Linked DNA regions of Mus musculus: region 1 is linked to region 2. Evidence: chromatin contacts called from public promoter capture Hi-C data. All regions are on one chromosome and are shown on one strand. The core of a region is the stretch at or near the end of the contact, and the rest is flanking DNA. Distances in the headings are between cores, read along the strand shown.

Region 1 (3,250 bases), core at 371-2,870, 2.8 Mb before region 2:
GACATCACCCTGCAGAGTGAGCAGAAGGTTGGCACCCTGTTGGGGGAACACACAGAAAGGATTGTGTCAGGTGCCTGGCGGCTTCCTCCTCATTTGAACCATGCCCTTGGCTGACCCCCTACCTTAATGTCTCGGTGAATTTTCCCCTGAGAATGCAGGTGGTGGAGCCCCTGGAGACAAACAGAAGTCTCTGAGGACAGCTGCTTTGCACTAATTATCTCTTCTGAGCCCCTCCTCAGGACTGGGCCCCCCACCCAAGCTGCTTCCTCCACCCCTCTCCCCAAGCAGGAAGTGAATGAGCCAAGAGGGAAATAGGCTGCTTCCGGCAACAGAACTGGGGGGCCCCCTCCTGCTAGGACCTCCACCCCCTGAGTCAGCCCATCCCAAGGTCCCAATCTCCCACTGGCCAGATGTGTTGGGCCCACACTCCTGAGGATTCCAAAATGGGTGCTGCCTATGAGCCCCATACCTTCAGTGCCTCCCGGCAAACATAGGCAATCTGCCGTTCTTCCAGGGGCCCAGTGGCTGAAACATACAGAATGGGGGCTGAAGAGAAAGAGCCTGAGGGATATGCTGACCCTCCCTACCCACCCTGCAGAGTGGGGAGCAGCAGGCACCACTACAGCAAAGTGATGTTAGCCAAATTTCTTCCAGACTCAGGCTGGGAAACTGAGCCCAGAGGAGGATAGTATTTCTCTCAAGGTCACACAGCCAGTCAGAAGCTAAGAGGAGTCCAAGTGCAGCCAGAAGGATGCCTTCCTACCCCTATGTTGGGATCGGGAAAGGCCATGTCCATGGAGTCTGGATCTCACCGTGGTAAATCTCCTGCAGTGACCCTCCTCCACAGAACTCCATACAGATCCACAATCGGTCATTCCTGGGGAGACAGAGAGCTGGGGTGGCACAATGCAAGGCACAAGAGGGTAAGAGGATAAACAACCTCACCTGAGGTAGCTGCCGATGTAGGCCACGACATTGGGGTGGCGGCATTCACGAAGGATGGTGATTTCCTGCTGAAGAGAGCTGATGTCGTCCCCTGGGGAGCACAAGGCATTATGGGGGGGGGGGGGGAACGAATAGCCTAGACTCTGTCCCTATGTGCAAAATGAGCATAGAGTATTTCTCTCCTTGCCGAGCAGGTGCCAAACCTTAGTTTCTCCTGGGGTCGGCTTCACGGGGGGGTCTAGAAAATGTTAACTCTCTGCCCCCGCCAGCTCACCCGCCCGCCTCCCAGGAGCACAGAGGCCCCACCCGGGCCCACACCTGGGTCTAGCTTGACGATCTTCACCGCGGCCAGTTCGGACGTGACGGTGTCACGGGCCTAGGGGCGAGAAGCGGGGTGAGGAGGGGGCGGGGCCGGGGTTCCCGCGGCGGGACGTGAAGATGCACCCTCCTCCTGCGCTCCCGCCCGTCCCGCAGCCCCGCTCAGCGCACCTTGTAAACGTCGCCATAGGTCCCGGCCCCCACACGCTGTAGCAGCTCGAAGCGGTCCCGCGGATCCTGCAGCGACACGTCCCGCAACAGCGCCATGGCCCGGCGCCGGACCCGCCGGCGGGCGCAAGCTGCGGAGCCGGCGCGGAGCGGCGCGGGGTGGGGCGGGGCGAAGCGAGCGGGCAGGCAGGGGCAGCGCCGAGACTCGGAGGCCGTAGGGGCGGGGCCAGCCCGGGGCGGGGCCAGCCCGGGGCTGCCCCGCCGCCCGCCTGGCCGAGAGGAGGCGCCCTGGTTGCGCGGGGAAGTCCCAGAAGCAGGGGCGGAGCTTAGGTACCCCTCCCAATTCTCGCCGCGCTACAGGTGCAGAGCATAAAGTTCAAAATCCTAAAACAGCAAAAGCAGATATCCACTCCCGCCCCATCCCCGATTTCTCAGATGAAACACATACATACATCTCTCTTTTTTCTTAACAAAATGCATTTATCTTTCTTGGAACTGAAAAATAAATCTATGTACAAAACAGGAAGAGGCTGGCCCTCCCCCACCCCGTGCAGATTTCCTCCTGGGACCTCAGGGAGGTTCCCAGAGGGCTGGAAGAGGTCCTGCTCTGTTCTTGCGCCAGTTTGGTCAGGAAGGGGGCGAGGCTCAGTATTCACAGATAAGAGTCGGAGCTTCATGTCCTGTACTCAGGGGCTAGGGAGACGAGGAAGATTTCCAAATTCGGGCAGCAATATGTAAGTTCTTTGGGGTAAGGGATTTGGATTCCCAAAGGATGGAACTCTATATAAAGTGCGGAAATCTACCCCTAGGGACTGAATGGTCCTTGGTTTCCAGGTAGCAACTGTGCTCTGGGGCTAAGGTCAATCTAGCCCCCAAGTGGGAGGAATGCCCTACTGTTCAGGCGTGACTTGGGCTCCTGTCATGGTCCACTGAATTTCGGGGGATTGGACCTACAATGAGGTTCCAATTGGCCGGCTGGTGGGGATGACACCTACATTCTAAGAACTGAGCCAGGGCTCTGGGGCCTGAAGAGGGGCTAAATGAAGGCTCCTAGTCACTGCAGGACAGCTCTGGGTCCCCTAGGACTGAGGGCGGAGTCTAGGCTTGAATTAGAGGATGAGGGTGAAGCCTGCTGGGAGTGAGGGCAGGCCTGGGGCCTTGCCACAGAATCAGAGTTCAGAGGCCCTTGCGCTGCCGCTTTAGGAAAGAGAGTGTGTAGTCGCTGGGTGTGGACACTTTCTGTTTCTTCATCTGCACTTGCGACTGTGCCGTGAGTTGCAGCTTGATGGCGCTCGAGTTGATCTTGGTGGCCACCAGTAGCTCCTTCATGCCTTTCATCTTCTCACTCTGGAAAGTGAGCACTGGGCCCTCTGGGGGTGGCGATGCTGCAGGTGCTGGAGCCTGAGCAGCATTGCCGACTTCCTGGCCACCGCGGGTAGTACCTGGGACAGTCCCTGACGTTTTCCTAGGTGGTCCCGACCCTGCACTTTGTCCTGAGCCCGGGCCCTTGTCCAATGCAGGCTTCTTGGGTGGTGGTGGCTCCTCAGGCTTGGACTCTCTTCGGGGACCACGCCGACGGCCTTCTCGGGCTTCATCCCCCCATGGTTCTTCAGCCTCGGCCGCCTCTGCTTCCCGGCTAACTATGTGCACCTTCTGCCGCACCTGAGCAAAAGCGCAAGCCAAGTGAAAGGCTGAGGATCATCCGTGGGACCTCTAGGCTCAGCTCCTGGCCACCCCTCTAGCAGTGTCCTCTCATCTGTACTCATACACATGCAATGTAACCTCACTCCCCTACAACTACTGTCACCACCTGTAGTTC
Region 2 (3,131 bases), core at 506-3,005:
CTCAAGCATGCTGGACCCCGTGTAAAGAACAGGGGTGGGGGGGGGTTCAGAGACTGGGAACCCGGAGAAAGCACTGAGTGTCCAACAAGGCAGGTCCTGTCTCCTCCAGTCCAAGGGCTAGGCTCTGTCATTTTCCCAGGGGATAGATGCCTAGAGGTGGCCTAGAGGAGACACTCAGGAGATAAGCTCTGTGCTCTCTGAGCTTCAGTGAAGCCTGGGCCTGGGACTGCTGGACCTACTGGAAGAGATATGCAGGCAACTGCTCCCTGTCTGAGGTGTGAGCATTGCCACTCAAGGTCTGTGTGACTCAGCTACCTCTGCTATCCAGTCTCCCATCATAGCTGGGCTCGTCCTGCCTTTGAAGCTCCAAGGCCCCACCCTGGGGTCTCTGTAACACCCTTCCCCTCCCTGCTACCAACACCCCAGGGATTTAGAGCTCTGTCCTGTCCTATGACTTACTACTTTCCCAAAAGAGTCTGTCCCTTAGCTTGATCACCTTGGTCACTTGCTTTCCAGATGGCATGGGAAGGCCTGCTTCATGAAAGACTTCCAAGACTCAGAGACTTTGTTGACTATGGTGGCCAGCTGCAGCGTGCCTGAACTTATGGTCCTGTCCACACTGAACCAGGCAGATTATTCATAGGGACCCAAGGGGAGCACCTTGGTATCTTTTCCTGTTGCTGTGATAAAATATTCTGACAACAGCAACTTTAGGGAGAAAAGGTTCATTTTGTCTCACAGGTCGAGGCCAATATGGCAGGGAAGTCAAGGGAGCAGGTGTGGGAGTCTGCCCGTCACATCACATCACATCACATCACAACCAGCCAGGAGGTAGAGAATGCTTGTGGTCAGCTCAGTTTCACCTTTTTAGACAGCCCCAGGAGAATTAAAAACCAGGATTAGCCATGACAGTGGTTAAGTGCAAGACTTGAGAGTAGGGACCCTGATGTCCAGGACCCCAGTTCTGGGGCAAGGTAAATGTGTAGTACTATACGTATAGGACACTAGCAGTTGGAAGAAATTCATGTGTAAAATTCTTCTCTGTGACAAAAGATACAGCCTGGTTTCCTTTGTATTAAGAAACCTTACATTTTGACCCCATTTTCAGGGATGCCACTCTACTTTGTCTGAAGTAATTTAATTGAAGGTCTTCGATAAAACTATGCTATGGAGAATGCGGGCATCGATCCCGCTACCTCTCACATGCTAAGCGAGCGCTCTACCATTTGAGCTAATTCCCCAGCTATAATTAACTTCCGTCGCAGGTTGTATTGTGACTCACGTCATCACCGGTTTTCCCCCCCCCCTCGTCCCCCGCGGCCGTTACCCCACCGCCTGCTGTCATTGTGTTACCCCATTGGCTTCTTCGCATCCGGAGCTACACAGCCGGGATTGGTTTGGTTCATTTGTTTTAAACTACATTGACTATGCGGATTGGTGGTCCCAAGCGTCTGTCACGCGAGGCCCCGCTGTTGCTACGGGGCAGAGGGACCCAGCCTAAGCTTCTCCCAATTTCTGACTTGTTTCTCAGACTCCGGGGTCTAGAGGTTCCGGATCCGTCAAGACCATGGGAAAAAGAATGCGCCTCTCGCGTTTGACTGACAAGACCTCAAAGCCAATCGAAGTGGAGTCGAGGGAACCGCTGGGCGGTCCAATAGGTTGTGGGGGGCGGGAGAGACAAGCCAATGATCCGTGTGAAGGGGCGGGGTCTATCCTGTGATTGGCTGCGGGGCGGCCGGAGGGAGGGCGGGGGTAACTCAAGGCCTGCTTGATACGTCCGCCATTTTGGGCGCTTCGCTGATGGTGTCGGTGAACCTTTTTCCCGCCTGAGCGCGACTAACTGCGGGTCTTGGGCGCCTCCAGGTAACTCAGGGGAGGGGGCGGTGGCGCGGAGTGTGCGGGTCGCGCGGGCAAGCGGCCGACCGATCGTGGCGGTGGTCCGGTCCCGGCGGCGTGGGGAGGGAGCGTCCCGGCCCCTTTCCCCTCCCCCCCGGAATCGGCAGCTTCGGCGGCCCGGGAGGCGGCGTCCAGTCCTGGCCAGGACCGGGCCGCCCGCTCCTGTCAGCCGGGCCGAGCGTTGGCAGTCAGCCGAGCCGACTGCGAACTTTGGACGCCGAGGTGACTCTGGGCTTGGCTCGGCGGGAGCCCAGGCGAGGCGAGGCGCGCCCCGAGCCAAGTCGGGGGTCCTGGGCGAGCTCCCCGGCTCCCGCGCCCGGGCCTTCACAGCGACTTCTCGGGATCTCCTGGAGCTTGTCAACTCGCTGGAGAGCTTCGCGAAGGCTTTTGTTGGACTCTTGTCCTCTGAGAAACAAGTTGTGTGGGTTTCTGGGCATTAGCAGAGTCATCGGAACACACAAAAACCAGTTCCGAGTCTCTCGGGGCCATCGCAGTGAATCTTCATCCTCCGCCGTTGAGTCTCTCTTTTATACAGACGCGGGCATTGGAGATTCCCTGGTGTTTTGGAGCTGAAGTGAGGAGTTACCCTTCTTGTGGCTTCAAGCACCTCGCTTTTAAAGCTCGGCTCACTGTTAACTTGGAGGTCTTTTTCTCCCCAGTCCCGTTGTCTTTCATTAGAACTTGGACTTGAAGTTGTAGGTGGGACAGAATGAGTGGTCTCGGTAGCTCTGTGTCTGTACTTCTCCACCGCATGTCCTACTGTCATTTGCCGCCTACCTGCTGTGGTCTCTTTAGAATGGGCCAGAGCTTTGTTTATGTTTTGCTTTGGCTTGGGGGAGGGGACACTTAGAAGGTTTCCTTGCATCAGAGCACTTGTTAATATGGATACTGTTTCATTTTCTTAAGTCAAGTTTACTTTGGTTTTTGCCCTCAAGGTCATGTTGCAGTTGACACAGCCCGTAAGAAAGGAACTTAAGATCTCCTTCCACTAAAATGTTCCTTGAAATTGCAAGGTGCAAGATCCCTGTTGCCAGTGGTGTTTGAGCTTTCTTATGGGCCACCTGAAAATTACATCTTCCTTTGTCACTTTCTAGTCCTGTGACCTTGGGCGAATTAGTCCTCTTTGCTGCCCCTGTAACCCATGAAAATAAGTTTGTTTCATAAGTTTATCTCATGTTAGGTCCCAATTTTATCTAACATGTTCATATTAGACTGTAACTGAGTATATATGTAAA

What was found. Capture Hi-C pulls out chosen DNA fragments and counts their contacts.
Region 1: a promoter capture Hi-C map of adipose tissue shows a contact between it and region 2, with 2.6 times the contacts expected there. A contact is called at or near these places in 1 of 39 promoter capture datasets (pre-B cells) and 1 of 9 other capture datasets (adipose tissue).

What each region holds. Positions count from the first base shown.
Region 1 is chr19:6,339,530-6,342,779 of GRCm38.p6, reverse strand. It overlaps Map4k2 (mitogen-activated protein kinase kinase kinase kinase 2), which reads right to left and starts at 1,620. Exons shown (of 32, transcript NM_009006.3): 1 at 1,435-1,620; 2 at 1,264-1,321; 3 at 946-1,036; 4 at 813-877; 5 at 470-525; 6 at 123-170; 7 at 1-36. The coding sequence starts at 1,530. It overlaps Men1 (multiple endocrine neoplasia 1), which reads right to left. Exons shown (of 10, transcript NM_001168489.1): 10 at 1,886-3,093. The coding sequence ends at 2,608.
Region 2 is chr19:3,574,373-3,577,503 of GRCm38.p6, reverse strand. It overlaps Ppp6r3 (protein phosphatase 6, regulatory subunit 3), which reads left to right and starts at 1,755. Exons shown (of 24, transcript NM_028999.1): 1 at 1,755-1,863. n-TAagc9 (a tRNA gene) reads right to left here and starts at 1,241; the gene lies at 1,169-1,241.